7 separate regions of the Mus musculus genome follow, and all the other regions are linked to region 2. A link is a contact called in public Hi-C, HiChIP or PLAC-seq and promoter capture Hi-C data. All regions are on one chromosome and are shown on one strand. The core of a region is the stretch at or near the end of the contact, and the rest is flanking DNA. Distances in the headings are between cores, read along the strand shown.

The links. Promoter capture Hi-C pulls out the DNA fragments that hold promoters and counts their contacts. Hi-C and Micro-C count contacts between places; a contact is called where the count stands out from the background. HiChIP or PLAC-seq counts read pairs in DNA pulled down with a chosen protein or histone mark.
Region 1: a contact with region 2 is called in a Hi-C map of B cells, with 14 read pairs. The contact joins the promoter of Mtfmt here to the promoter of Pclaf in region 2. A contact is called at or near these places in 7 of 39 promoter capture datasets (the C10 cell line, cranial neural crest, frontonasal cranial neural crest and 4 more), 1 of 484 Hi-C or Micro-C datasets (B cells), 1 of 115 datasets of contacts at active chromatin or transcription factors (memory CD8 T cells) and 3 of 9 other capture datasets (adipose tissue, liver and macrophages).
Region 3: a promoter capture Hi-C map of neural stem cells shows a contact between it and region 2. The contact joins the promoter of Rasl12 here to the promoter of Pclaf in region 2. A contact is called at or near these places in 7 of 39 promoter capture datasets (the C10 cell line, the HPC-7 cell line, cranial neural crest and 4 more), 1 of 115 datasets of contacts at active chromatin or transcription factors (large pre-B cells) and 1 of 9 other capture datasets (macrophages).
Region 4: a promoter capture Hi-C map of hippocampal neurons shows a contact between it and region 2, with 3 times the contacts expected there. The contact joins the promoter of Spg21 here to the promoter of Pclaf in region 2. A contact is called at or near these places in 9 of 39 promoter capture datasets (the C10 cell line, cranial neural crest, erythroid cells and 5 more), 1 of 484 Hi-C or Micro-C datasets (CD4 T cells), 6 of 115 datasets of contacts at active chromatin or transcription factors (astrocytes, bone marrow-derived macrophages, effector CD8 T cells and 3 more) and 3 of 9 other capture datasets (adipose tissue, liver and macrophages).
Region 5: an H3K27ac HiChIP or PLAC-seq map of microglia shows a contact between it and region 2, with 6 times the contacts expected there. The contact joins the enhancer-like site here to the promoter of Pclaf in region 2. A contact is called at or near these places in 2 of 39 promoter capture datasets (3T3-L1-derived adipocytes and erythroid cells), 4 of 115 datasets of contacts at active chromatin or transcription factors (effector CD8 T cells, embryonic stem cells, memory CD8 T cells and 1 more) and 2 of 9 other capture datasets (liver and pancreatic islet).
Region 6: a promoter capture Hi-C map of liver shows a contact between it and region 2, with 2.9 times the contacts expected there. The contact joins the promoter of Herc1 here to the promoter of Pclaf in region 2. A contact is called at or near these places in 6 of 39 promoter capture datasets (cranial neural crest, erythroid cells, frontonasal cranial neural crest and 3 more) and 1 of 9 other capture datasets (pancreatic islet).
Region 7: an H3K27ac HiChIP or PLAC-seq map of microglia shows a contact between it and region 2, with 4 times the contacts expected there. The contact joins the enhancer-like site here to the promoter of Pclaf in region 2. A contact is called at or near these places in 2 of 39 promoter capture datasets (hippocampal neurons and macrophages), 3 of 115 datasets of contacts at active chromatin or transcription factors (effector CD8 T cells, memory CD8 T cells and microglia) and 2 of 9 other capture datasets (liver and macrophages).

Annotation. Positions count from the first base shown.
Region 1 is chr9:65,434,307-65,437,464 of GRCm38.p6, reverse strand. It overlaps Mtfmt (mitochondrial methionyl-tRNA formyltransferase), which reads right to left and starts at 1,683. Exons shown (of 9, transcript NM_027134.3): 1 at 1,458-1,683; 2 at 268-477. The coding sequence starts at 1,651.
Region 2 is chr9:65,888,918-65,891,921 of GRCm38.p6, reverse strand. It overlaps Pclaf (PCNA clamp associated factor), which reads right to left and starts at 1,599. Exons shown (of 4, transcript NM_026515.2): 1 at 1,448-1,599; 2 at 1,113-1,190. The coding sequence starts at 1,493. The region is part of intron 1 of Trip4 (thyroid hormone receptor interactor 4); the gene reads left to right.
Region 3 is chr9:65,396,778-65,399,874 of GRCm38.p6, reverse strand. It overlaps Rasl12 (RAS-like, family 12), which reads right to left and starts at 1,387. Exons shown (of 5, transcript NM_001033158.2): 1 at 1,208-1,387. The coding sequence starts at 1,310.
Region 4 is chr9:65,459,592-65,462,717 of GRCm38.p6, reverse strand. It overlaps Spg21 (SPG21, maspardin), which reads right to left and starts at 1,781. Exons shown (of 9, transcript NM_138584.2): 1 at 1,564-1,781.
Region 5 is chr9:65,568,230-65,571,270 of GRCm38.p6, reverse strand. The region is part of intron 2 of Plekho2 (pleckstrin homology domain containing, family O member 2); the gene reads left to right. Gm51712 (a long non-coding RNA gene) reads right to left here. Exons shown (of 3, transcript XR_003948345.1): 3 at 871-1,452. Among named protein-coding and RNA genes, the nearest start is that of Gm51712, 6.3 kb to the right of the region's middle. Within about 2 kb of position 1,675, at least 99 of the 459 cell types and tissues checked have an H3K27ac peak or open chromatin away from gene starts, as enhancers often do. A contact at or near this core is called in 3T3-L1-derived adipocytes and microglia, where this site is marked.
Region 6 is chr9:66,348,589-66,351,764 of GRCm38.p6, reverse strand. It overlaps Herc1 (HECT and RLD domain containing E3 ubiquitin protein ligase family member 1), which reads right to left and starts at 1,315. Exons shown (of 78, transcript NM_145617.3): 1 at 1,144-1,315. It overlaps Gm30447, which reads left to right. Exons shown (of 2, transcript XM_006511600.4): 1 at 1-1,144; 2 at 1,247-1,440. The coding sequence starts at 694. The coding sequence ends at 1,422.
Region 7 is chr9:65,540,528-65,543,620 of GRCm38.p6, reverse strand. No RefSeq gene overlaps it. Among named protein-coding and RNA genes, the nearest start is that of Gm51712, 21 kb to the left of the region's middle. Within about 2 kb of position 1,765, at least 245 of the 459 cell types and tissues checked have an H3K27ac peak or open chromatin away from gene starts, as enhancers often do. A contact at or near this core is called in effector CD8 T cells, liver, macrophages and 2 more, where this site is marked.

The sequences.
Region 1 (3,158 bases), core at 434-2,933, 450 kb after region 2:
TCTGGGCCTGATGGTATACACTTTTAATCTACACACCTAGGAGACAGATATAGGCAGATTTCTCTGTGAGTTTGAGGCTAGCCTGCTCTATATAGTGAATTGCAACAGGACAGCCAAGGCTACATATAATGAGACCCTGTCTGAATGGAGAAAGAAAAGAAAGAAAGAAAACAAACAAACAGTTTAAATTATGGCATTTTAGTTGCTAGACCCATTCATAAAAAAGACATGATCGCCACACTGTATTTCCTTATAAGTAAAACTTACTAGGGAAATTTAAGAATAAGAGCCTCACTCAAAAGCCGGCCAAAGGAAGCCACTACCCCAACATCATATTCTCCAGATCCCACGTCGGGCCACTCGTACACCGGGAGCTGAGACTGAATAGCATATTGCTTCACAGGTAGTCCTTTGGGGGATAGCGAAGGCACTGTGACAACCTCCAGTTTCTCAATTAACTTTTCCTCTTTGCCGTCTCTGAATCAGAAAGATTGGGGGAAAAAAAATTTGACAGTGTCAGGGCAACAGCCCAAAGCTAAACTATTTCATGCACAGCAAAGCTATTTTTATGATTAAACCCATAGTACATTTAGAGCTAAAATAATTAAGATTTTTTGCAACCAACACACAGGGTTTAAATTTAATAATTTAAAAATTAAATTGTCTTTTATTATTATTATTGTGTGCATGGTGTGGGCATGTGCTATTATTACTGTGTGCGTGTGTGCAGGCGTATGCTACAGCATGTGTGTGGAAATGAGAGGAAAACTTTCAGAAGTCAGCTCTCTTCTTACAGCATCCACAGGGTGTAGCTCACAAGGGCCTGTCACTCCAGCTCCAGGGAATGGGACACTCACTTTAGGCCTCCACAGGCACCAACACGTACATGCTCATAGACACACACACATACAAATAAAATCTCAAAGTAAAAATCTTATTTAAAAAGAAAAGTGTTTGTAGGAAGGCAGGGATGGAGGCGAGATAAGTGCCTGGAAACCAGGGACCGATAAATAACCAAATATCCTTCCAGGGAAGTGGGGCGGTAGACACAGCAGCCTTTCAGGAAAGGGTGAATTACAAATAACTTTCTTCCTAGTAGACAAGGTTAGTTAAATCGCATAAATATTATATGTATATGAAACTGTTCTAACTTAGAAATGTATTCATTTGAAAACACAGGCGTGTAAAAGGGCAAGGAAACGGAGGCCACCAACACCAGGAAGGGACGAACTTTGGAGTCACAGCCCTTTTCAGCTAACCGGCTCCGCCCACGACCCTGGGTACTGGCCGGGCCTCTCCAGGTACCGGTTCCCAGGCTCGGGGAGATGGAGGGTCTGCTGGCAGATGCTGCAGGAGCCACAGGAGCTCTGCCGGCCGGGACCCAACAGGGCGCCTTCCCGGGACCTCGCTGCCCTGGGGTCGCCACCGCGGCTCGGCGTGGGACCCTGCCCCGGTACCTGGCGGCGTGCAGCGCCCGCAGCGTTTCCCGGGCAAAGTGGTCGGTGCCGAGGAACAGCACCCGCCAAGGCGGCTTCTCGCGGACTCGGGAACCTCGGCCGTCCTTCCCGTCGAACCCGGCAGGTGCTTGACAGGAACAGCGTGGCCTCCTTCCCATCAGCCACCGACCCCAGCAGCACCGCGGAAGGAGCATCACCTCGGCCCGCAGCGGCCCACCATGCGCATGCGTGCCCATGGTGGGGGGCGGAGCAAAGAGCTCAAAGGCCCAAGCACGCGCAGACGACAAGGCGGGGCCTGCCGCTTTGGAGGCGTGGCTCAACTGAAGAACCACTAAGGAAGAAATTTGAGGGGACTTTGATGTGTATTATTCAGCCAAGCTCTTCAAAGAACACTGCAGATATATACACACAAGCAAGACACTCATATGAATAAAACAAACCTTTAAAAGAAACTATTTTTTAAAACTTTACAAATTTTTTTTTAATTTATTTTTGTTTTACGTGCTTTGGTGCTTTGCCTGCATGCATGTCTGTGTAAGAGTGTGGAATCCCCTACAACTCGAGACAGTTCTGAGCTGCCACATGGGCCTGGGAATTGAACCTGGGTCCTATGGAAGGGAAGCCAGTGCTCTTAACTGCTGAGCCATCTCTGCAACGAGGGGTCCTGTCCCTCCAGCTCCAAAGCCATGATCCTAACCATTCGACCTGAACAGCAATCTTAACTACTAAGCAACTCAGGATTTCCACACCCAATGAAACTAAGGTTTGCTCACCTGTCTGAAGTCACTTCAGGAATCCAAGACTCTTAGATTCTCAGGCCTCCCATGTGGGATGCCATAGGGAGACTGTAGGGAAACGGAGGGGTGAGGGCTATCTGCTGAAGACCTCTGAAGACCATGGTGTGCAGATAGATATGTGTTTCCAAGGTACACTGGGGTCCTTAACATGGGTCATGCTTGTGACGCTGGCTCTGGCTATAGAGCAGCATCAGGTTCCTCTCTCATCTAATTCCTGTCACATGGCCTGAAAGCCAGAGGCCCTGGAGCAGTCTTTCATTTAGTTTTGAGGATCCCTGCTTCTGTGCCCTTGAGCGTTCCATCCACCTCACATTTCCTCTCTTCCTCACTAAATGGTATCCATTTTTCAGTGCTAAGACAACACCCTCCCTGAGGCCTTGAACTCCTACCTCACAGATTCAATAATTTTTTTCTCCATGTGTCCCCTCAAAACTGAGAGCGGCTTTGTTTGCCATAGTTGTGGAAAGTTGGCCAATGTGTGCCCAGAGAGCGGCAAATTCCTTGGGCTAAGTAGAAAAGAGAGGCAAAGATTATGATGCTGCTAGCCGGTGCATCTGACCATATGAGGGAAATGAGATGTGATGCCAAGCCGTATCCTCCTCTGATCAAGTCAGTCCCAGAATCCTAACTTAGGGGAAGTGGAACATGATTCTGACACTCAAGGTGCTGTCTTTTGAATACCGACTGAAGGTGTGACCTACTGGAGCTGGAGAGACGGCTCAGTGGTTAAGATGCTCGCTGTTCTTGCAGAGGACCTGAGTTTGTTTTCTAGCACACACATTGCCAGATCTAGGAGACTCACTGCCCTCTTCTGGCCCCTGCAGGCACTGCAGTCATGCGACAAACACACCACTAAAAAGCAAAATCTTCAAGTATGGGTCTGGAGAGATGGGTCAGCAAGTAA
Region 2 (3,004 bases), core at 350-2,849:
GGACTCTGCCTGAAATGCCCAAGGCCATAGATTCAATCCCCAATACCTGGGGAAGGGGAAATGTTAAGCTTTCTATAAGAGTAAATCCTACTTTTCAAAGCTGCTGGCTCCTTTGCATAAGAAAAATACCATTCCTGGTTATATTTTAATATAGGAATGTAAAATCAAAATTCAGAGAAAATTGCCCCTTTAAAAAATATAACAGGAGAATGGTGAATCTCACCTACAATCCTGGAAACCCAAGTTTGACCTGCTAATCCCCTAAATTGAAGATCTTAAAGACAGAGAGATCAGAAGTTGAAGGCCAGCTTTAGCTACGTAACAAGTTTGGGGCTACCCTGAATTACATGAGAACGTGTGTGTGTGTGTGTGTGTGTGTTATTCCAGCAGTGGGGAGATGGAGGGCAGAAGGATCTGGAGTTCAAAGGTGTTCTTTGTACATAAAAATGTTGAGGCCAGCCTGGGCTACATGAGACCTTGGAAGAAGGAAAAGGGAGGGAAGGAGGGAGAACAAAAGGGAGGAGAGAGTTAAAAAGGAAGGTCGGATAGGGGAAGAACTGGGGAGTAGAGGAGGAGGGAAAAGCAGAGACAAAAGCAAACCAATCTGGGGCAGTGTGGTTAGCTCAGCGGTAGGGTACTTGTTCAACATGGGCAAGGAAGGCCCAGGGTTCAGTTCCCAAAGATTGCATGCATGGTCAAACAGACACTCACATACATCCCCCAACCGGAAACGCGGTAGTACAGTCAATCATCACCATAAATCTAATGAGGAGACACTTAAGTAGCCTCCAAGAAAATAGTAACTGTTAACAATTTTTAAAACACCATTCAGAAAAGAAAAAAAAAAGTTTAAAAATATACTGCCCCTCACCACCAAGACATGAATTTTCCATTGGACCCTCACCCCCATCCAAGCCTGCTGAAAGACTAAGGCTCCCTTAGAGGGCGAGAAAGAAATTTAGGTGTGAGAATGTCAACGGAAACAAATTCCAGAGGAAGGAAACTAAGTAAAAATAAATCCACCGCGGGTCAGGACCACACAGGTTAGTACTGCCTTGCCCGGCCTGATGCTCTCGGGGTGTTACTTCAGAAGCTTCCACGACCCTTCCTACCTTTTCTCGACGAACTTGAAGAATTGGTGACAAAGGTGGAGGAGCCAAGCACCTTCCTAGGGGCTTGAGAAGCCACCGCTGCAGAGAGAGATAAATAGGGGCGTTCAGAAAAGGCAGGAGGGTTCGGATCCCCGAGCTTTGTTCTACAACAGTCCCAGGCCAGTAAAGAGGAGGGAGATGAACAGCAGCAAACGACCTTGCCTGTTCTCTGCAGCTTATTAGCAGTGAGGGCCGGGAGCCTGCCTTCTAGCTGCTCAATGGGAGGCAGCCATGGGCGTCTCCACCCCTGGACAGGCTGCCTAGGGAACCCCCTGCCACCTCGCTGCATCATTTACCTTTTCTGTAGGCTCCTGGAACGTAGTTTGCTTTGGTCCGCACCATGTTCACACAAGAAGAGACAACTTTCACCGTCACCCCAACTGCAGATGTCTCAATTAGAGAAGAACCCGAAAATGATGTTCCCGCCACCGTTTAAATGGGTCTCTTTCCCGCGCGCTCCAAGCGCTTGAGAACCTCGATTCTTATTGGTTCCGCGCCTTCACTCTGGACCAATTGACAGCGTCCAGCAGTGACAGCCTCGAGACTTAAGGTTTTGCTGGCCAGTCAGTCCATCAGCCCCAGTGGTCGTGATTTGTACCTCCCTGGTAGGCGGTGCTAGGACTCTGGGTGGGGGAAGAGGGGGGCACGAAGTATGGAGGTGAGGTAGATAGGTTGTGAACTAGCCAAAATAAAACCAAGTAGAGATAGGGATTGTAAAATTTCTTCAAAAGTTACCAGAGTTAAATCCATGATAATTAAACACTGAAAGTGAAAATTAAGTGGACTTTTCTATGTAAATCATAACTAAAGTTTAGTATCCTAAGGATGAACCCTACTGTGTTCTAAAACAACTTTCTGAGGCGGGAGAAAGGAAAACTCAATTTAGTTTATTTAGTTTACAGTGTTTTAAAAACCGTTTTCAGATCGCATGAGACAAAAAATTAGGACAAATTGTCCATACACATATAAAAATAAGTAAATAAAATTTAAAAAACATGGCCAAAGAATTTTTTAAATGCCAAATGTAAAAGGGTCACAGCACCAACCCACGTGAGGATAACCCTGCAAAAAAGAGATCATATTGTCTGACCCATATTTCAAATTACAATATTCCTAAGAATTTGTGTTTGTTCTGAATGCCATGCACGAAACAAAACCGTATGTGCTTGCTGCAGAATGCTGTCTGTTAATGCTTGTTTAAAAGATGACCCTTCAGCATGTTACAGAACTACTTTTCTGCAGTGAATTATGCTTGAACAGCAATGAAATCTATTCAGGGCCTTAACCAAATCAACAATTAATAGTATATTCAATTTAAAGATTTTAAAGCCAGGCCTACTGCACCTTGTAATCTCAGCCCTGAGGAGGCAGAGAGACTGGGAAATTGTGAGTTCCTTGCCAGTCTGGGCTAGATCACAATATTTTAGAAAAAAGAAAAAAATATAGAAAGGAAGAAAAGAAAAGGGGCACAGTAGTTGAGAGTATTGCTGCTTTTTCAGAGGAACCCAGTTCAATTCCTAGCACTAGCATGGCAGTTCATTCATGGCAGTAACCAAGCTCCAAGTGACTTGGCACCCTCACACAGACATGCAGGCAGGCAAAATGCCAATACACATAAAATTAAAATAAATCGTTTATTTAAAAAAAGAAAGGAAGGAAGGAAAGGAAAGAGCTAGACCGAAAAAACAGGAGCTGGAGAGGTAACTCAGCAGTTAAGAGAACTGGCTACTCTTCCAGGGACCCTGGAGTACACAGGTTCAATTCCTAGCACCTCCATATCAGCTCACAACTGTTTGTAACTCCAGCTCCAGGGGATCTGACACATTGACACAGACACACTCAGGCAAGATGGG
Region 3 (3,097 bases), core at 138-2,637, 490 kb after region 2:
AACTACTAGCCAGGGAACACATATTCTAAACTTTCTGGCACTGAAGATGTTACCTGGTTGGTTGAGTGTTTGCTTACCACGTACGAAGCCCTGGGTTCCATCCCCAAGTTTACCAGTGCCAGGAATGGTGGTACACATTTACAAACCCAGCACTTGGAAGAGGAAGGTAGAGGATTCAGGAATACAGGGCCATCCTTGCCTTCATAACAAGTTCTGGGACAGCCTGGGCTACATGAGACTGCCTCAAAAATAAAAGAGAATTCCTTCATCCGTGTAGTCACTAGCTGACCATTGGTTGAGTCACTGGGAACAGGCTGGTTTTCAAAGGAAAACCGTGTTTTGGGTTCCACTTCTGAGCCAGGAGTGCTGACTTCAAACTTCCTCAGAGAATCTCAGAGAAAGGAAGAGAAGGAAAGTCATAGCTCACAGGCCTGGTGGCCATTCGCTGTAGGCTGGAACTGGGTAGCCAGAGGAGCCCCTTCTGGTCCCCCATCTTCAGCTGGTTGGGTCTTTAAGTGTCAGAGAGCAGGGCAAACACTCCTTTTGGGGTCTCTGTGATGACTTTTAGAAGTGATGAAGGTCTAGGATGACAGAAATTATCTTAGTAGTAGCCCAAGATCCCAGGTTTCCCAAGGACAAGGTCTTGGCACCTGGGACTACAGACTTTCTTGAAAGTCAAGAGGGGTCTGGCTTGAAACAAATACATTTGATAAGAATAGTCTGTTTCAGAGTCCCAAGGGTTGGCAGTGGAGGAGTGGCCCAAGCCTGAGAAATTCTAATCTCAAATGACTTCTACTAAGTTTCTTGGAGGGGGTGGGGTGGACAGCACAGATCAAGGAGTAGCAAAGATGCCACTGAATTCAAAGGGGACCCAGGACTGGAGACCAGCGCCAACAGGTCTCGTTAGTGTCAGCTGATGAGATTTGGCTGCTGGTCCTAGGGATGCAGATAAGTAGAGGAACTAAGAGAAACACAAAGAGAGAATTTGGGGGGGGACAGGAGTCACAGGCACCGAGAACAGAGGCAGAGGCAGGCAAGCAGCTAAAGATAACCAAAGCGATGGAGAAGCAAGGCGAGAGTGATAGCCTGCAACAGAGAAACTGAGGCAAAAAGCAGTCTTAGGGACTCACCCAACCACCGGGAGAAGCAAGCCCCTGAGAGCTGGTGGATGAAGCTGCCCTCATCCTCCGCTCTCCAAGCTACTCACCAGACTTGCCCGCTCCGCGGCGCCCAAGGATAGCCAGGTTAACTTCCAGGGGCACGCTGTGCGGCCCGCTGCCAGCTCGGGGCTTGCCGAACACCGACGACATGGCGAAGCTGCAGATGGCCACGCCGGTCTCCCGGCCCGATGGGCTGCTAGTTGCACGCCCCCAGTCACTCAGACTATGGTGTCCGCCCGCTGGAGGAGGGGCGTGGACGGGGCGTGGCCTCCATGCTCCAACTGCCTTTTAAAAGCCGCTGAGCCCCCAGCCAGAGCACCCTGCAACCAGGGTTGCACTCCTTGCCTCCTGGTGGGTCTCTGTGTCACTTTTGCTTTAGACCACAGCCAGCTCACCCTCAGCACTTTACTTCTGTGTTTTGCATGGGCGACTCCAAGTAGCATCGCTGCAGAACTCAGGCTCCTGGGACAAAGGATTTGTGCCCCTTGCTAAGACTTCATGACCTAGCCAGGTGTTTTATGCTTCTAGTCCCAGCATTTGGGAAGCTGAAGGAGGGTTGCAGCAGTGGTGCATTGGAGGCCAACCTGGGCTATTCCAGGGTAGCTTAAGTTACATGTGAGGCTGTCTCAAACCAAACATAAAACACCTCACCCACGCTCCTGTAAGTAAACCTATTTGAACTCATTGGCTCGCCAAAAATTAATCAAAAGTATGACAATTGGAAGGAAGGTAACTGGGAAGAGGAAGGGGATACGTGAGTGGTAGGGACATGAGAGGGACTATGGGGGCTGTGGCTATGACCAAAATGCATTAGATGCATGTGTGAAAATGTCACATCAAGACTCATTATTATGTATAATTGATAAATGCCACTAAAACGTAAAGCTTTCTACAGGTTTGGCTTCCAGAAATCTAATCCATCCTGGAATACTTTTTCTCCCTGACAGGAGTAAAATGTGAATGTGTCTTCTTTGTTCTGGAGTGGACAGCAGTTCTGAGCTTGGTGATGAGGTTGATGAAGTAGGGGTCATTCCCTGGGGTCTCAGATCAGGCTATGCTGGAGATAGGGCACAAGAGCTTAGTTGCTGAGATAACTTTGGGAAAATCACCCACTTCTTTGGGTTTCTTTTCTTTCTCTCTTTCTTTCTTTCTTTCTTTCTTTTTTCTTTTTTTGCAACGCAATAGCAGCAATGGACCAGCCCTTCTTTGGGTTTTGATGTCCCTGTCTATAAATACCAATGGGCAGATAAATGCAAATTTTGGGGTGTGATTTTGGCAGGCCTGAGTAAATTCTAGAACCCTGAAGGCCTGTATTCTGGAAAACACTGATGCTGGAGAGGGAAGGGCATACTAGCTCCATCCCATTCCTGGCCCATAATGGTGAGCTGTCACCCATTCACCCACTGTGAGGGGAATCCACCTGCTTCCATAGCTGTTAAGCTAATAGAAAGTCTTTGTTAGTTAGGCAGCAATTACACTGGGTGTTTGGGATCCCAGTGTAGCCTTGGGCCTTTCTCAGGGTGAGCTTTTCAGCACAGAACTATTTCCCAGGTTGACACATATCAGTTAGCAAGAACAGTTAGCCAGAATCAGAATTACAGAAGCCAGAAAAGCAGTTAGAGACTTTCCCAGAACTATGGGCTTTAATGAATCAGGTCTTTGTTCTTGTTTGGGCAGGTGGTGCTGTATATGAGCCACATTTTGTGGCCTGAATGGTACTTCCATCATGGAGTCGGTTCTGTTAAGGTCTGGGCCTGACTAAGTTCTGGGGGGTCCTGTTATACCAGTCAGAAAACAAAAGACAAAAAACATGGAAACCTGGCCAGCAGGCAGAGGGTCCAGGGTATAAACAGGATGGCAGTGTCCCTCCTAAGCAAGAAAAAAACAAAACAAAACAAAAAACATTTTTCTGGCCAGGATGTGAATTCTGACTTGGT
Region 4 (3,126 bases), core at 532-3,031, 430 kb after region 2:
GTTACCAAATGTTGCCAAATGTTGCGTAGGACCAGCTGACGGCTAGGAAGAAAAAAAAAAAAAAAAACCTGCTGCAAAGCTAAAGCAGCTGTGAAGGGTATGAAAAGGAAAGTTTGTTCTAGCTCTCTTTCATCCACTTAAGCCGGATGCTTTTCCAAGTCACAAGAGAAACATTCTTAAAAAAAAAAAAAAAAAAAAAAAAAAAAAAAAATCTGTGGCCCAGAAAGTTAGCTGAGACTGTGACCAAACTGGTCAGGATGAAAAGAAACATGGGCAGTGTGTTCAGGACAGATTTGCTTTCTCGTGACTCTGTTCTTTACAAAAAACAGAAGCACCTGTTCAGGCTGGTGAGGAAAGAGGCAGAGATAAGCTTTATCAAGGAAACCCCTCCTCCCGCTGGCCAGGATGCTAAGGCTCCCCAGCTCTTCTTGGACCTTGCGTTGCTGGACAGTAAGTTGGCTAGTTGTGAGAGAGCATGTACTTGGCCTTCAGAGTTTCAACAGAACCTGCAGTTCATAGCTGAGGAAATCGCCTCTACAAATGTTTAACACACGGTCAGTCACATATTGCTGGTCCTTTATCTCAATGTATAGGTGTCTTATATAGGGACAATCTGTGGTTGTTAATACAACCAATTAAAAAGGTTATTAGAACTAGAGAGCCTCTAGGTGACATAACTATGGTTCTCGGTGTTGGGGAACGCTCACCATGGGCTTTTACCACTGAACTACACCTAAGGCCCTGCGGCGGGCTGTTCACTACACATCTTCATCCTTCACCACACCTATATGTATTAAATAGCCATCTTTTTGGAGATTTCTTCAGGTAAGATTTATCCTTTCTCCAGGAACCTATCCACTTCTCTCTAAATATCATGAGAGGAGACGCTGCCCGCACATCTTTCTCTCTGACCACTCGTTTCAAGGTTCTGGTGTAAAATCTTTTTGAAAACTCATACACAGCTATTAGACGGCTTCCCAATGTGCAGAATCCTTGCAAAAAGAGAAGCTAGACCACTGCAGATGGAGACAAAACAACATCAGCCCCTAACTTCTAACTCCCTGGGAAAAGAAGAAAAAAGGGGGGGGGGGTTTCTCTCGCCCTGCTACACTCTTCATGACTCTTTCACAGGCCTCACACCTAGTCTGAGGTAGGATCTTTAAAACAACTCTACTCGCAGCCCTTAAAAGTTGACTGAAACCAAAATGCTCCTGAATTTCTGCCCCAGGATGGGTGGCTCAAGAAAATGAGGATGTCTGACTAAGGATTTTGGGCACCAATCGCCATAGGGGCCGCCCTGGGTTCCACCAGTTCAGAAACAACAACAATCCGCAATGAACCGAGGCTGAACCTTAGACAGACCCACAGGCACAATCGGACACACACAGGCGCCCGCGAGAGCGCACCACACGCACACACAGAGATATGGATCACGTGCATGGTCACAAGGACCTGCCCACTCGTGAACTCTGCTCGTAAGTCACGCATGCTCGATACACGCCCACCTACAACCCTACACGCACCACACACCCACACTCTTGCTTTCCAGGGCCTGCCCCTCACCTGCCGTGGCCGCTCCCGCGTCCCTTTCTTTCCAGCCTAGACGGATCTTCGCCCCGATTTGGGCGCAGAGGATGGAGTCGGCGGGGCGCGGACTGGACCGGCGGCCGCAGATCAGGAGCCCCGCGGGAGCAGCGGGCAGAGGGGGCGCGCGGCCGAGCAGCCAGAGGCCACCGCCTCCCAGCTTTGGTACTGCGAGCTCCCCGGGCGCGCCTCCCGCTTCCGGGTTCCGAGGAGGCGGGACCAGATGGCGAGGAAGGGGCGGGGCTCTGGTGGTTACTATGGCGACGGGGCTGGCAAGGGAGGCCCTGTTCTGAGATTTGCGGTGTCCTAGAGGCTGTGGAGGCTGGTGGTGGATAAGGGTCAGTTCTTGGTCACTTCTGACAGGAGCATGGAGGAGGAAGTGAAAAATCTAGGCTGTAGGCCCCGGGGATGTGCTTCTGACTTCGGTTTTTAGGCGTCTTCATGCTTTGGTGGGGAGACACTTTTGGTCCATAGCTTTGGTGAATAGGCCTTGACATAGTCTTTTTAAAACATTAGTATATATCAGTTCATTACAATGGCTTAATTAGGACATTTTGATACCTATATAAAGAATTTGGATCATCACCCTCCCTTAGTCTCTGCCTCCCATGTCCCATTCCCCTTCAGCCTCCCAACTGCATATGCTTTCTCAGCAAAATTGTTTTTACCTTTTGTATAGACGCTGTCCTCTGACCTCCTTTCAAAGCCTTGTCTCCTTTTATGGCTTTGTGCTGATGTTGAGGGGGTATACTCAGCGCTGGTTTGCCCTCTTCTGTCAGGCACAGTCTAGTCACTGTTCTTACGAGAGATGTGGCAGATGCCACAACACCTTTCAGTTAGCTTACAGCTTTGCTCTGAAATAATGCATAATAATATTGAGTGACCTGTCAATCTTGTTTGAAAATTTGTAAGGTTCCTAAAGCAAGATCCTAATGTTTTAGGGACTTTTAAAAATATTTTTTATTATTATTACTTTTAATCGTGTGTGTGTTTGTGGGAGAGAGAATATATGGTGCACATGAGTGTAGTTTATAAGGAGGGCAGAGGAGGATCCTAGAGCTGGCATTACAAGTGTTTGTGAGTTGCCTAACACGGGTGTAAAAGTAATATGTATTCTTAACCTCTGAGCAATCTCTCAGCCCCCACGTGTGTGTGTGTGTGTGTGCGTGTCCCTGTGCCTGTGCATGTACGTGTGCGTGTGTGTGTGTGCGTGTGCCTGTACGTGTGTGTGTGCGTGTGTGTGTGTGTGTGTGTACGTGTGTGTGTTGATGCCTGCTGAGGCCAGCTTTGGACCCCCTGGAGCTGGAACTGCAGATGATTAAGATGGATCAAGCCTGACTGGGTACTAGGAACTCAGCTTTGGTCCTCTGGAAGAGCAGTAAGTTTGTTAACCACCAAACCATCTCTCCAGGCCTAGAGAGCACAGACGAAAACAATGACTCAAAAAAACAAAAACAAAACCACAAAACAACCAAACACTGATCTATGGCTCAGGAGTCTTAGGTTCCAGTCTAGAACTTAGACAAACACCAGACACATTTT
Region 5 (3,041 bases), core at 426-2,925, 320 kb after region 2:
TAAGAGGCCATCTGTGAGTGTTCCTATGTGACAAGGCACATGTGTGGAGGTTGGAAGACAGCCTTGGGTGTCAGTCCTCACCCTCTACCTTGTTTGAGGCAGGCTGTCTCTCTGTGCTTGAGGCTGACTGGACCACAAGCCTCCCGGGGGGCTTCCTGTCTCTGTTCCCCATCTCACAGTAGAAATGCTGGGGTTACAGACACATGACCCTGAACCCCGCTTTCTGTGTGAGGTCTGGGGCTCTGGACGCAGCGTGTCAGACTGCGCGGCAAGCGCTTTTCCTCACAGTGCCATCGTGCCATCGCCCCAGCTGCAGTTGACACTTCTGCTGTCCGAATGCCTCCCGCAATCCCCACACCTTCCTAATTAGACTCTTGTCCCCTCCCCACTCTCAACAGGCTTAGCATTTGGACAACTAAGAACAGTAAGACTGCCAGCTTTACACCTATAATCCCAACACTCAGAAGGCTAAGACAGGAGCATTGCTCTGAGTTTGAGGCCAACTCAACTATAGTGTAAGACCTTGTCTCAAAACAAACAAACAAACAAACAAATAAAAGCTACAATTGTTTGTTAAGGAAGCATCCGAAATGCTGTTATATGAGGACTTGGAGGGAAGGTGACTTTTCCTTTTGGTGCTGGGGTTCAGGCTACCAGGGTTCAGGGTTCAGGCTACCCATTGAGAATGTGAGAGTGTGGTAAGACTGCACACATGGATTCTATCTGCTGAGCCATCTATCCAGACCCTAATTATTTATTCTGTCTCTCTGTCTGTCTGTCTATCTGTCTATCTATCTATCTATCTATCTATCTATCTATCTATCTATCTATCTATCTTACTTATCTGTTTATTATCTATCTGTTTATTTATTTACTTTTGAAACAAGGTCTCCCTATTCATTCTTACCTGGCCTGGAACCCCCTATATAGAACAAGATAGAATCCATGAAGATGGAAGGCTTGCATCTTGCCTGGCAACCTCTTTCAGCACCACTCCCCCCCACCTCGTTAAGGCAGCTTGGCAAATTCCTGAGTGCCTTGGGCCAAGAAGGCCTATAAACCCCACCTAAGGGCTTCAAGGAGTTGCCTTTGAAGGGCACCTTGCCTGTCCTGGGTGAGTCCCCAGGAGTCAGGGTGACGGAGATGCCGTGGAAGAACAGCAAGGAATGGCAGTGTGCAGACAGCCACCCAGATGTTCTGTACTTACCAAATTAGGATGTGCCACAGCTGGGAAAGCGGCAGCCAAGGGATATTTTTATTAGAAAAAAAAAAGTGTGTGTGTGTGTGTGTGTGTGTGTGTGTGTGTGTGTGATATGGCTTCTCCAGTGCCAGCTGCTGTAGGGGTTGGATGACTGGCTCTCAGCTGTCAGCCCACCAGGCGCTGCCATCCATGTCCTAGACTGCCTCTCCACATCTGGCCGCAGCTGGGAAGCAGGGAGGGTTTCACATTCCCTAAACATGAAAAATCCAAATCACACTTAAAAAAAAAATCTTATTAAAAACTTAACTCTTCCAAGAACCTAGCACCCAGGGACGGGAACTTGGCCCCAAAGAAGGAACTGAGGCGTGCTTATTGGTTCAATTCCTCTTTCTGCTGTGAGGAGCAAGGCGAGTGCAGACTCTTGGCTCTTGGCTGTTTCTGTGTTGTCAGAGGCTGATGTTCCAAAGAATGCTGCCCCCGCCCAGTGCCTCCTGCTTTCTCCTTTCCTCTGAACTGCAGAAGGCCCTGAATGATTCAGCACTGGCATGTTGAGTTGTCCCAAGCCAGGCAGCCTTGGGGAGCTGGGTGGTAAAGATGGACGGTAAAGATGGACTGACTATGTTCCTAAGAGAGTCCACTGGGGGAGCCTAGAGATAGGTGGTGCTGTTGCTGTAGCCTCTTCTGGAAGCCCAGGAAGACTTTGTAAGCCTTAAACTATAAAGGCAGGGCACCATTCTAGCAGACTGGCCCTATGTACATTTTTATTTTTAAAGGCAGGGGTTGTGTAGTCACACTAGCTAAGGATGTCCTGGAATTTCTAATTCTCCTGCCTCCCCCACCCAAGTCCTGTGATTATAGGTGTGTGACCCTTCGCTGGCAAGTTCTTATGTCAACTTGACAGAGGCTAGAGTCATGTTGGAAGAAGGAACCTCATTTGAGAAAATGCCACCACCAGACTAGTCTATGGACAAGCCTGTGGTTCATTTTCTTGCTTGATTATTGGTGCCCCTGGGTCTTTCCTCAGTGGGTGGTGTCACGCTCAGGCTGGTGGCGCTGGGTGCAATGGAAAAGCTGAGTAAGCCATGGGGAGCAATCCAGGAAGCAACGTTCCACCACGGCCTCCATCATCTCCTATGTCCAGCTTCTTGTTTCTACCCTGACTTCCCTGAATGACGGACTTCAAGTTGTAAAATGAAACCAACCCTTTTCCCCCTAAGTTGCTTCAGGTCATGGTGTTTATCACATGATAAACTAAGATAGCTGCCAAGCTTGACGTCCTGGATCCAGTCCTCAGGACCCACATGGTAGAAGGAGAGAAGTGACTCTCTCAAGTTGTCAGCCCTTAAGACGGCCACCATGCCTGGTTTGTGTGGTGTGGAGGATTAAACCCAGAGCTTTGTATATTCTAAGCAAGCGTTCTGAGCACCAGAGTTGTAGCCAGTCCCGGCGTTCCTCTCTTGAGACCTTCTTCCTGTAGAGTGCCACTGGGGGAGCCTCAAGGAGACAGATGCACTGAGAATAGCATAGAACCATCCAGGCATGAGATAGGACTCTGTGCTCTCTTGTGTCAGGGCTTAGTGTTCCTGGCATCTAACATGGTATTTGTACCTGGCGGTGCATGTTCCCCCAGCAGTGGGTAAGACACAAGAACACTAAGGTTTGGGGGATCATGGCAGGTAGCAGGGAGCTTCTCAGAATAGAATTTTTCTGCTGTGTATATTTCATAGAAGAACCTGGACAGGGTTGAGCCTCAGGGGTAGAAAGAGACGTATACAAGCAAAAATGGGAAATGACACCTGATGGACTTGGATAGAGAGATCAGGCTGCCCTAGCCATCTAG
Region 6 (3,176 bases), core at 66-2,565, 460 kb before region 2:
GATATTATATCCAAAAAGAACAATGTTAAGGTTTGACTTTTAAAGCTATTTGAGCAACAATCATTTTGAAAGAAGACACAATGAAATATGGTGACGGCTGGGAACAGCCAATGATAATGAACAAGTAACCCGGCTTAATCAAGTGGGCCAAAGGAATGGTTCAAATAAAACAAATCATTTTGGGAACATACATAAAATAAGGAAGTACCATTCAAGGACAAGCTAGGTACTCTTAAAAAACAAAAGAGTCTGTTAGAAATATATCAAAATATTAACAGTGAAATGCTATCTCTGGAGATGGGTTATTAATTCGTTGGAATTTATCACTCTTGATTACCTATACACCTTCAAGGTATTACACACATTTTTAAAACTAACGCAAATGGAGATTTTTGTCCCTGTGCTTCACAGCTACCATACACATGCATGCATAGTACATACATACATACATACATACATACATCGCGTCTTTACATAACCTCCTGGGAGAGGTAGGTACCAAGCTTCTGTCCTCGTGTCTCCTGGGAACCTGCCACCCATCACTGTTCCCAGGGTTAGCTCCTGTCATCACCACCATCCACCTCTCACCCTGGAGACTACACAACTGTCGCCTCGTCTCCGCTCCAGGTAGCAAGGGCTTTAGAAATTGTTATTTTATCCGAAGAGAGATTCAGAGAAAGGTTTACCGAAAGGATGAGCAGCCCCCACCCAAAAGCGCAGACGAGGAGAAAGACGCACGGTCTCAACCTCCACCCCTCCGAAGTCGGCCGGCGACAGGGAGCACCGGAGTCGCGACTCTCCTCAAGAGGAAGAGATGGGAGAGCCGCTCCCCAGTCCCAGTCCCAGCTAAGAGAGACGCGCTCGATAGCGGATAAAGGGGAGAAGGTCACAGACGCGACCCCTGAGGCGCTGAGGGGCGCAGACTGCAAGCTTATTCAGGGGCGGGTCCCTCCCTCCGGCAGGTGGCTCGGCTTCCAACAGGCTTCCAGGGGGCCAGGGGTTCCTCGGGCCTCCGCCCGCCGTCCACCCGGAGCCAGCAGTCCCGCTCGGCGGGCGGCCCCGGAACGGCCCCGAGCGGCTCGGCCGGGCCAGCCGATCACACACTCGGGAGGTCACGATGGCGAAAGAGAACGTGTTACCTACCGTACGTGGGTCGGGAGCTGGCGGCGATGGGGTGCGGCTCCAGCACCCGGCACCCGGCTGGCCAGCGGCCGCGCTAGCCGCGTCCTTTATATTTTTGCTGCAGCGGCGGCGACTTGTCAAAGGGAAAGACGTAAGAGGCGGCGGCGGCAGCGGCGGCAGCGACGGCGGCAGCGGCAGCGGCAGGCGAGTCTCGCGGGACTTATGAGGGAACTCTCGCGAGATCAGAAGCGCTGGTCCTGCCTCCTCCGGGCCTCGCGCGGGAGGTGGGAGGCAACCTGAGAGGAAAAGGGAGAGAAGATGCCGGCTTAGGCAGTGATGGGAAAGCGATGAGTACATCGCCGGCCGGGAGACCCTTCCTGTGAGGGTACTGGGGACACTCTACCGCCCCATGTCTCTTAACCGCTGGGTCCTCGCGGAGTCACGTGTGCCCGTAGGGAACTATCAATTGGGGGCATTTCACAAAGGGCGCTGAAGGATCAGGCGAGCGTGGATGTGTTCAGGATGAGTACGGGACAGTCTGCAAGAGGATCGGGGTCCGAATGCTGCCGAGGCCTCGGGGCTGCCGAGGACCGAGAGAAAAAGCTGCGGCCGGCCACACCCCTTTATCTCGGCTGCTTGCCGGGCGCTCTACTCCCTTTATCTCCCATCACAGTCTGCCCTTAACCTTGTGGCTGGTTAAGTTTACGCCCAAGCAAGTGTTTAAGTTGACCAACTTCTGCCCTGTCTGAGGAACACGGGAGGATTGACCTTTAGTACAGGTCTTGACCCTGACCTATACAGTGATGCACTCTGAGGAAGAACACTAACTTGGTCATCTAGCCCAACGTCTAGCATAGATGTAGGCGCTCAAATGTTGAATTGATATTGTTGAATGCCTCTGTACTTAAGGACTCCCAATCTCACCACTGTAGCCACCTTCAGCAAAAGGTTTTTCTGGAGAGAGAGCGGTTAAGAGGGCTATCTCTTACAGAGTGACTTGGCTTCACTTCACTTCAGGATGTCCAAAACCACTTGTAACTTCAACACTCACTTCTGAACGCTACAAGAACCTGCACTCGCGTTAACATACCCACACATACACATGAATTTGTTTTTGTTTTCAAGACAGGGTTTCTCTGCATCGCCCTGGCTGTCCTGGAACTCTCTGAAGACCAGGCTTTTTCCTGATTCTGCTCCAGAGTGCTGGGACTAAAGGCTTTTGGGGAAGGGGGGACGTTATAAATAAAATCTTTTTAAAAAATTCTTGTGCTAAAGACATAAACATACATGGTATAAGCAGCTGGGTGGGGTGGCAATCTCTGTGAGCTTGAGGCCAGTTTGGTCCACATACTGAGTTCCTCCCCTTTGGTTCAATTGGAAATGTGTATCATACAAATTTAGCCTAAGACAAAAGCTACTCTCAGCTTTGTGTGTGACTTGGAATGGCTTGCTTGGCTTCCCTGGACCTCAGTTCCTAATCTGTTCATTTAGAATATTAGTTATTATGACAGGGTTCCTCCTTAGAGGAGTATAGATAATGAGATAATCACTAAATAGAACTTCTAATGGTGCATATAAACTTCTATGTATAAGATGTGTGTTCTAGTCTAGGTATGAGAGGCAGATTAGCATGGAGTGATGACATTGTTGCTAGTGCTTTTTATGGTCTCAGGTGTTTGGTTTTGGTCCTGGGGAGAAGGGACTGAGGTGCATATTTTTCATATCAAAGCAGACCTGGCCTCCTGATTCTCCCTGCATCCCTCAGTTCCGACCTGTCATACCCTGCCCCCAAATGTGAGCTTTGCAGCCCAGGGGCTGGGTTGCCCTTCCCCCAGAGGCTTCTCCCTATAGAATCCAGACATTTTGCGTGCTCTCTCTCTCTCTCCCTCCCTCCCTCTCTCTCTCCTCTCTCTCTCTCCCTCTTTTCCCTCTCTCTCTCTCCTCTCCCATTCTCCCACTCTCTCCCTCTCCCACTCACTGCCTTGCAGACCTGAGTTCTGTTCCCAGCACCTATATCAGGAGGCTCCCAACTGCCTGGAACTCCAGCTCCAGAG
Region 7 (3,093 bases), core at 516-3,015, 350 kb after region 2:
GAGGTCAGAGTTATCCAGTCCCCTGGAGCTGGAGTTACAGGCAGTTGTGACCCATGTGCCCCATGTAAGTTCTGGGAACTGAACTTGGCTCCTCTGAGTGAGCAGCACTTGATCCATCTCTCCAGCATGAGATCATTTTTTTTTTTAAATTGGGGCCAGACATGATAGTGCACACATTTAAATCCCAGCGCTTAGGAGGCAGCAACAAGCAGATCTCTATCAGTTTAAGGTCAACCTGGTCTGTCTAGAGAGTCCTGGGCCACCCGGGGCCACATAGAGAGACCCTATCTGAAAATACCAATTTTTAAATGACATTTTCTGTATTTGTGTGAGCAGGTGGGCAGGCACATGTGCCATGGGTACATGAGGAGGTTAGAGGACAGTTTTTGAGAATCAATCCTTACCTTCTCCCATGTGGGTCCCAGGGATGACTTTTGTCATCAGGCCTCGTGGTAGATACCTTTACCCATCCAGCTATTTCTATGGCTCTAAGATGAACTGTTTTAGCTTTAGATATGAGACAGGTGATTATTGTCTTTCCATACTTGACTTATTTCACTTAACATGATATCACTCAGTTCTCTTGCTGCTATTGTTGATGTCTTGAGGTGTGTCTTGTATATGTATACATATTCTGCTTGTCCATGTATGCATTTATGTAAGCCAGAGGTCCAGTTTGGGTCCTGTCTATCATTCTTCGAATTGCCTTTTGAGACAGGGTCTTAAACTGACCCCAAAGTTCACTGATTGGCTAGCTTAGATGGCCACCGATCCCTGGAGATCTTGTCTTCACCTCCCAACACAGGGATATGGGTCATGCTGCTGCAAATGCCCATAGATTACTGGGGATCAAACAGAGGTCCTCAGGTTTGCATACCAAGCCCTTTACCCACAGAGGCATCCACCCAGGCCTCACGACCTCCAGTTCTATCTGTGGAGCTACAGATTACAGAATTTCATTGATTTTTTTTTTAATGGTCAGGTTGTGTGTATGTGTTCGATTTCATTGTGGACATCTGGTTAATTCTGTACCTTGGAGCCTGTGAATAACACAGTCATCATGGAAGTACAGCTCTCTCCTCCTCAACGCACTCCTTCACTTCCCTTTCCTCTGGATATGCAGCTAGTAGTGAGATAGCTGGATCATATGATACATCTATTTTTAGTTCTTGAGGAACTTCCACACTGTTTTCCATAGTGACTACACTAATTTCCATTTCCACCAACAGAGTATGAGAGTTCCTCTTTCTGACATCTCATTGTTATTTGTTTAGTTTGGTGATAGCCATTCTATCTGGTGTGACCCGATTCCTCATTGTGGTTGAACTATTTTGGTTCTCTTCACATCAGCGAAAGGTAGAGTAGCAATTTCAACACGTCCATGGGATAAATGAGGTCACCGAGGGAGGCAGAGGACTCGCCTAGATAATCAGAGCCCCAACTTAAACGTGGGTCTTCCTGCTCTCTGGGCCGCAGAGGACATAGCAGGCAGACCTGGGTAGGAAAGCAGAAGGGACAAGTTCAGGAGGACAGAGCTTGGCCAAAGAGGAGCATGGATCCCCATGGTCTGGAGGGTCTGGCAGGAGGCAGAAGTAGTCAGCTAGGAGGAGCCAGATGGGTGAGAGCCTTTCCTCCGGGCTCCGGCTGTCCTCTCTGCTCTCAAAATGCCATCTCTATTGCCTGACAGACACCAGATAGGAGAGCAGAGAGGCTCATTAGTCCGTTAGCACTGGCTGAGTCAGGGCCTCACAAATGTGTTCCTCATGTGACTTGAGATGAGTCAAGAGGGGAAGTGGTGGGAGGGGATTCCCAGGATGCAGGCAGCGAGGGCCTGGGGGATGGAGGCCTAGAGATGGGCTGGAGGCTGGGCTTCTGTAGCGCGGCTGGTCCTCTCCTAGGTTCGTAGGCCACTGCAAAGAGTACGAGCAACTTAGAAGTGATAACTCCCCTGATGGGCAGCTTCAGTGGGTGAGCAACTCAAAGCGTCTGGTGATGAGGAAAGACCTGGCTTGGTGCCAAACAGTGTAACCACAGCAAAAGCCTAGGCTTGGGCACATGGGCCCCATTTCCTGAGACCTATTTGCTAAGCATTTATCTTTGTAGAAATTCAATCAGACACTGCATTTGATATACATATATATAAGATAATGTATGGGGCTGGCAAGATGGATCATCAGGTAAAGACACTTGGCACTAAGCCTGCAACCAGGGTTTGCGCCCAGGGACCCACGTGGTAAAAAGAGAAAATGAACACCTCAAGTTGTCTTCTGACCTCCACACATACCATAGCACACGCCCACATCCACTATAAAAATAAATACATAAATCCATAAAAGATAGTAAAAGCCAGCCATGGTGGCCCAAACCTGTCATCTCAGCACGTGGGAAGTAAAGGAAAAAGGATTAGGAATTCAAAGTAGTTCTCTGATTCATAATGAGTTTGAGGCCAGTTTGGGATATATAAGAACCTGCCTCAAACCTATAAGTGGTGGTGCACACCTATAATCTCAGCACTTGGGAGGCAGAGGCAGGCTGATCTCTGAGTTTGAGGCCAGCCTGGTCTACAGAGTGAGTTTCAGGATAGTCAGGACTACACAGAGAAACCCTGTCTCAAAACAACTACAACCACAGCAACAACAACAGCAACAACAACTCATTTGGATTATGTAGCTCAGTGGCAGAGAACTTACTTGCCATGTATAAGGTCCTGGGTTTGAACCCTTGAATTCCCTCAAAAAAGAAAGTCCCCACTAATAATTGTTTGATGGCTGTATTTACTTTATTTATTTTTATTTTTTGAGATAGGATCTCACTGTGTAGTCCCTGCTGCCTCCGGAGTGTTGAAATTAAAGGTGTGCGTTATCGAGCTCGGCTTGTTTGCTTTTTAAAATCATGTTTATTCTATGTATATGGATGTGTTGCCTCCGCATATGTCTGTGTACTGTGCACACCTGGTGTCCACGGATGTCAGAAGAGGGTGCTGGATCATTGAAGCTAGGTTATGGACAGGCGTGAGCCACCATGTGAGTCCTGGGAATATAACCAGGATCTTCTGGAAGAGTAGCCAGTTTCTTAGTCACTGAGCAATCTCTC